Regions from separate parts of the Mus musculus genome. Here region 1 is linked to region 2. Evidence: chromatin contacts called from public HiChIP or PLAC-seq data. All regions are on one chromosome and are shown on one strand. Each heading gives the region's core, a stretch centred on a gene start, on an enhancer-like site or on the middle of the called end of the contact. The rest is flanking DNA. Distances are from core to core; before and after follow the strand shown.

Region 1 (2,700 bases), core at 39-2,538, 2.9 Mb after region 2:
GCTGGCGGAGTGAGAGCCGGCGCGCCCCACGGCCGGACGACCGGGGCGCGGCCCCGGCGCGCGGCCCTCCGCCCGGCCCTCGCTCGGCAGCGCGGCGAGCTGGGCGCTCACTCCAGCCGCCGCCGCCGCAGCTTCGCCACCTTAGCCGCCATCTTGCCTCAACCCCACTCCCTCCCCCTCAGGCCGGGCGGCCGCGCTGAGGCGGCTCAGACTTGGGCTCCTCCTCCTTCCGGAGGGTTGGGGAGACGACTCCCTCCCCGGGAGAACGGAGTGCGGCTCTTACCTCGGCCTCGCTTCCTGGGTCGCGGACGCCGCGCCGGTTCTTTTCAAGTTGTCCCTCGCACTCATGCCCGCCCCGGCAGCGCTGCCTCCGGCCCGACCCGCCGCCGCCGTGGCAGCCATCGCGTCCTCGGCCTGGAGCGTCCCCGCGAGCCTGCCACTCCCGCGCGCCCGGGGCCTTCCCCTCAGGCGTGGGAAAGGACCGGGAGCCCGGCGCGAGGTTAGCCTTGCGACCCCTGCGCGCCGCCAAAGCGGCTACCCCGTCCCCTCGCCGCCAAAGAGAAACCTCAGCCCACGTGGCTGGGACGCACGTTAATTTCACACCGAGTGTTCCTCGGCATGGCGGGCGAGGCCTCCTCCACGGCGTGGCTCCTTAATCTCTGCCTCTTAAGAAAACTTAAGGGGCCTGCCGACCTCACCCTTCGAGTGAAATGACATTTCCTCTTAGCCGCTTACTTTTTCCTCTTGCAAAGCCGCCATCTGAGAAAGAACAAACGGTGACCCGCTTCGGAAAAACTTTTATTCCGGATAACGGGCTGTTTTATACAAAGTTTGAAGTCATAAAACGAGTTGAAAGGAGAATGCTGACGTTTGTTTTAGAATGCTTCCCTTTTGGCCGGCGTGCTGACACGCCTGAAATCCCAGCTCAGGAGGCAAAGGAATGGGAATCATTGCAAACTCGCATGGTCTGCATATAGTGAGTTTAGGGGAACACGCAGAGAGAGACGCGATCTCAAAATAACTCTAAAAATGCTTCCTTCCTTTTAAGCACACTGAACGGTAAGAAAGACACTTAAGACCGCAAAGTGCGGCTGAGCTCTGAAACTGGAGCAGATAGAGGATTCCGCCACCGAGGAGACGGGGCAGTATGGGTGGAAGTTTCCACGCTAGACCACGAATCTTGGTCTCCAGCCGCCGCCGCACTCTGACCCACGGAACGCAGTTTCAGCCGGTTCCGTTTTCCCGCAGGGAACCCGAGTCCACCCGCAGCCTGCCTTCCTGCGCAGGCGCAGTGCCACTTACCCGGCATGGAATTGGTGGGTTTCTTGTGTGTGGCCGTGGCTGTCCTGACTTGGGGCTTCCTCCGGGTTTGGAACTCAGCGGAACGAATGAGGTCTCCGGAGCAGGCGGGCCTGCCGGGAGCCGGAAGCCGGGCCCTTGTAGTGATCGCGCACCCGGACGATGAAGCCATGTTCTTTGCTCCCACCATGCTAGGCTTGGCACGCCTGGAGCAGCAGGTGTCCCTGCTCTGCTTCTCCTCAGGTAGGAGACTGTAGGAGGGTCGCTGGGTTAGGGAACTAACCGATCTTAGTTAACTTCTTCCGGAAAGGTTTTCTGTCGTAGGTAGCTACTTTCTCTGTGCTGGTCAGTCTGGGGACAGAAACAGCCGACTTCCCAGATAGGTTAGGGAACCCCGAGCGAATTCCATCCTAGCCAAATCGAGGAGCAGAAAAGTGGTTGTTCATCATTGGTTCCGTTCAGTACCTTCATGTTCCTTTGGGAACTGCGACTGTACTGGATGTTTTGGGTTTTTTATAAAGACAGTCTCACTGTAATCTAGCATCCCAGGCGTGAGCCGCTGTGCCTGACCTGTTATCCTGAGGAACCGTCTATTTGCAAAAGGATCAAATAAAATCATGCACCAGACAATTTGAGCTGTATGGTGTCTGCTCAGCCCACCAACTTTCTTTCCTAATAATAGCAAAAGACCTTCCTGCTGCTTTGAAACCCATTTTCTGCTACAAAGATTCATGTGTCAAATTGGGAGATTTTTTGTTTAACTTCAGACAAATAGAAATACATTTATAGATAATTTTAGAGTTCATCTGTACCCAGCTATTATTAAAAGAATTCTTCAAAAATGAGACTTGAATAATGATACAGACAAAAACAAACGAGAAAACCAGGATACCCTAAATATGGTGATGACTGGACAATGTGAAGTGTATACATACAGTGGGTGAATTTTATAGCAAAGTATACCTCAATAAAGCTGATTTTCAAAATTGCTCAGGACCTTTTTTCCCATGTGGTTGTTGTGTTGTTCTCTTTTGGGGGGCCAGGGGTGTTTTTGTTGTTGTTGTTTTGTTTTTTTGTTTTTCTAAACAGGGTTTCTCTGTATAGCCCTGGCTGTCCTAGAACTCACTCTGTAGACCAGGCTGGCCGAGAACTCAGAAATCTCCCTGCCTCTGCCTCACAAGTGCTGGGATTAAAGGCATGCGCCACCACTGCCCAGCTTCTTCGGGTGTTTGGTTGGTTTGGTTTGGTTTGGTTTGGTTTGGTTTGGTTTTTCGAGACAGGGTTTCTCTCTGTGTATAGCCCTGGCTGTCCTGGAACTGGCTTTGTAGACCAGGCTGGCCTCGAACACAGAAATCCGCCTGCCTCTGCCTCCTGAGTGCTGAGATTAAAGGTGTTCGCCAC
Region 2 (2,700 bases), core at 157-2,656:
CTTATGTCCCCCTCTCTGGGATCCTAGGCCTCACTGAGCTGCTCGCTGCCTGTGCTGAGCCCTGAGGTTTCACTTTTTCCCATTGTTTCTAAAGGCTTCTGCAGGGAACCCCCGGGAATTCTGGTCTGCAGCTTAGGCTTACACTCAGAACTCTATTGCTTGGGTTTGGAAAATCCATCCAGATGAGTAACTGCCAATCCGTCTTTGACAGTGATGCAAGCTTGTTCACGTCTTGAAGCCACATCCTTCCTGTCTCCAGTGTCACAGTGACCCCTATATATTTATCTCATTTCCCCTTTATTTGTACCCAAGGCTGCTATCTGGGTGAGTACAATGTCATGGAGCAGAGTGGATAAAAGGTCCAGGGTATTTTTAATGGCATGATTTATCTTAGTCAATAGACAAGGAATTTCTTTTAGACTCATCTAACATTAAGGTATTTCTGGGATGTTCTGTTTGCTGTTACGTGGTTCATGCATGTTAGGGAGGTGTGTGTGCGCGTGAGCGCTCACAGAAGAAGCAATTATAGCTCCCTAGGACTTAAACAGCATCTACTCAGGGTGGCAGAGGGTGGACTGCCTGTGAGGGGGGGAATGTGCTGGAAGCCCAGGGGGCAGCTAATGTAAAGAGCAAATCTGTTGTGGCAGGTCTTAGCAGCAGGGGGCAGAGGGCTGAGAACTCCTGGGAAAGACTAGGAACTGAGGGGTCAAAAGTCTAGGAGGATCTGTGGAGCTGGGGCAGCAGTCAGCAAGAACACTAGAGATGACAGAAAGATGTGAGGTGCGGCAGGAGACAGGGAGAGGAGATGCAAGAGTGGACACGAGACAGGTACATCGAGCTTGGGGCACCTTCAATGTCATCTTGCTGTCACATGAATATCAATTCGGAGGCCATCACCACCTTTCAGGCACTTTCCTCTACCATCTATGGCTTCAGTCTGAGAAAGCCACTTAGTGTCTCTACCACTCAGCAGAAGGAACCTACACACCTCAGTGGAGAAACTAGATGAGAAGAGTAAAAAGAATCAGGGCAGCATCTAGGCCCAGAGTTCTGACTAAATGTGAATCACGATGCTCGTTATAGATGTGAGATGTTAAAGAGCCGTTAAAGCGATGTACGCATGTAGTCTTCCTCTTTATATGCACACAATTCCACCTGATCGGGTTCTGTCTGTCAGTGGGAAATAGAGGAACACTGAAGGGTTAGCTGTCAGCCCGTCTGGGCTGTGAGTCCTCACCTTGGTGCTCTGGGGTTATTATAGCTTATTTTCTCCTGGCTTCCTCCTTCCTTTGAAAATAAAAGCAAGAAACCAGGGCTTTCCATTAAAAGAAATCGGGAAGCAATCTCTTCTGCTTTCTCAGTGTCTGAAGGAGGAAGCTGAGGTTGAGAAACAGTGAAGGCTGTGCCCAGGTCCTAGCCTCGTCACCATGGGTTCTGGTCAGACACGAGTCCTGGTGACTTTGTATATGCGTGTTCTCTGTATACCACATCTGATTGTGTTAATGGCTTTCTTATTTTTATCTCTACAGAGGAACTTTTCTTCCATGGCTCAGGACATACGTCTGGATCAAGCTAAGAGAACTTTCTGGTAAACATTTGGCTTACTCAGTTCTTACTAAGTCAGAGATGGTGATTCATTAAAAACCTGTACCAATCTATGGGGTACCCTTAGAGGTTTCAATATTAGCATCTAGTTTCCTGTGTTTCTGATAACTTCGTTTTCTGGAAGTGGAGACTTTTAATACCATTCTTCTTTACTCCCATGGGGTTTTCATTCCTGCACTGCCAGTGTGGACCTAAGCCCCGAGACCCTCGAAAGGGCTGCTGCTGAAGATGACGAGTGTCCGTTGCAAGCTGGCTCAGTATCTAGAGGACCTTGAAGATGTGGACCTCAAGAAATTCAAAATGCATTTGGAAGATTACCCGCCCGAGAAAGGCTGTATCCCAGTCCCCAGGGGCCAGATGGAGAAGGCAGATCACTTGGATCTAGCCACACTCATGATTGACTTCAATGGCGAGGAGAAGGCCTGGGCCATGGCTGTGTGGATCTTTGCTGCGATCAACAGGCGAGACCTCTGGGAAAAAGCTAAGAAGGACCAGCCAGAGTGGAGTGAGTAAACAGAAGGGTTTTTGGTTTTGTTTGTTTGTTTGTTTGTTTCTTACAGTAAGGTACACGTGACATAAAAGGTGGAATTTTAGTAATTTTACATATATGGCTTAGCAACAAGAAAACATATGGTTGTGCAACCAACTTCTCATCTTGCACAACTGAAGCTCCCAACACACTAGATGATAAGTCCCCATTACCTAACCCCATCTCCTAGCAACCACCGCTGTTTTCTGTCCCTGTGAACTTTACCTCTATGGATTCCTCGTGCAGGTAGATTCATGGAGGGCTTGTTTCTTTTGGCTGGCTTACTTCACTTAGCATAATGTGTTCAGGTACATCAGAATTTCCTTCTTAAAAAAGGTTAATGTTGAATATTCATGTGTGTCTATTACATTGTGCTTGTCTCATCTGTGCATATCCATTTGCTATGGATAACTATGTCTATTCAACATCTTCAGTTCTCTGGTTTTGAGTTCGAGTCTCAAGTATCCCAGGCTGGCTCCAAACACAGAATCCTCTTTTCTCTGACCATGGGTTTTCCTTCTCTCCTGCAGGGGTACGGGAGGGTGAGGGTCAGAGGGAGGGGAGCA

The links. HiChIP or PLAC-seq counts read pairs in DNA pulled down with a chosen protein or histone mark.
Region 1: an H3K27ac HiChIP or PLAC-seq map of bone marrow-derived dendritic cells shows a contact between it and region 2, with 10 times the contacts expected there. The contact joins the promoter of Pigl here to the promoter of Nlrp3 in region 2.

The regions. Positions count from the first base shown.
Region 1 is chr11:62,457,153-62,459,852 of GRCm38.p6, forward strand. It overlaps Pigl (phosphatidylinositol glycan anchor biosynthesis, class L), which reads left to right and starts at 1,289. Exons shown (of 7, transcript NM_001039536.4): 1 at 1,289-1,542. The coding sequence starts at 1,308. It also overlaps a transcript of Ncor1 not described here.
Region 2 is chr11:59,541,280-59,543,979 of GRCm38.p6, forward strand. Nlrp3 (NLR family, pyrin domain containing 3) reads left to right here and starts at 1,407. Exons shown (of 10, transcript NM_145827.4): 1 at 1,407-1,588; 2 at 1,790-2,110. The coding sequence starts at 1,834.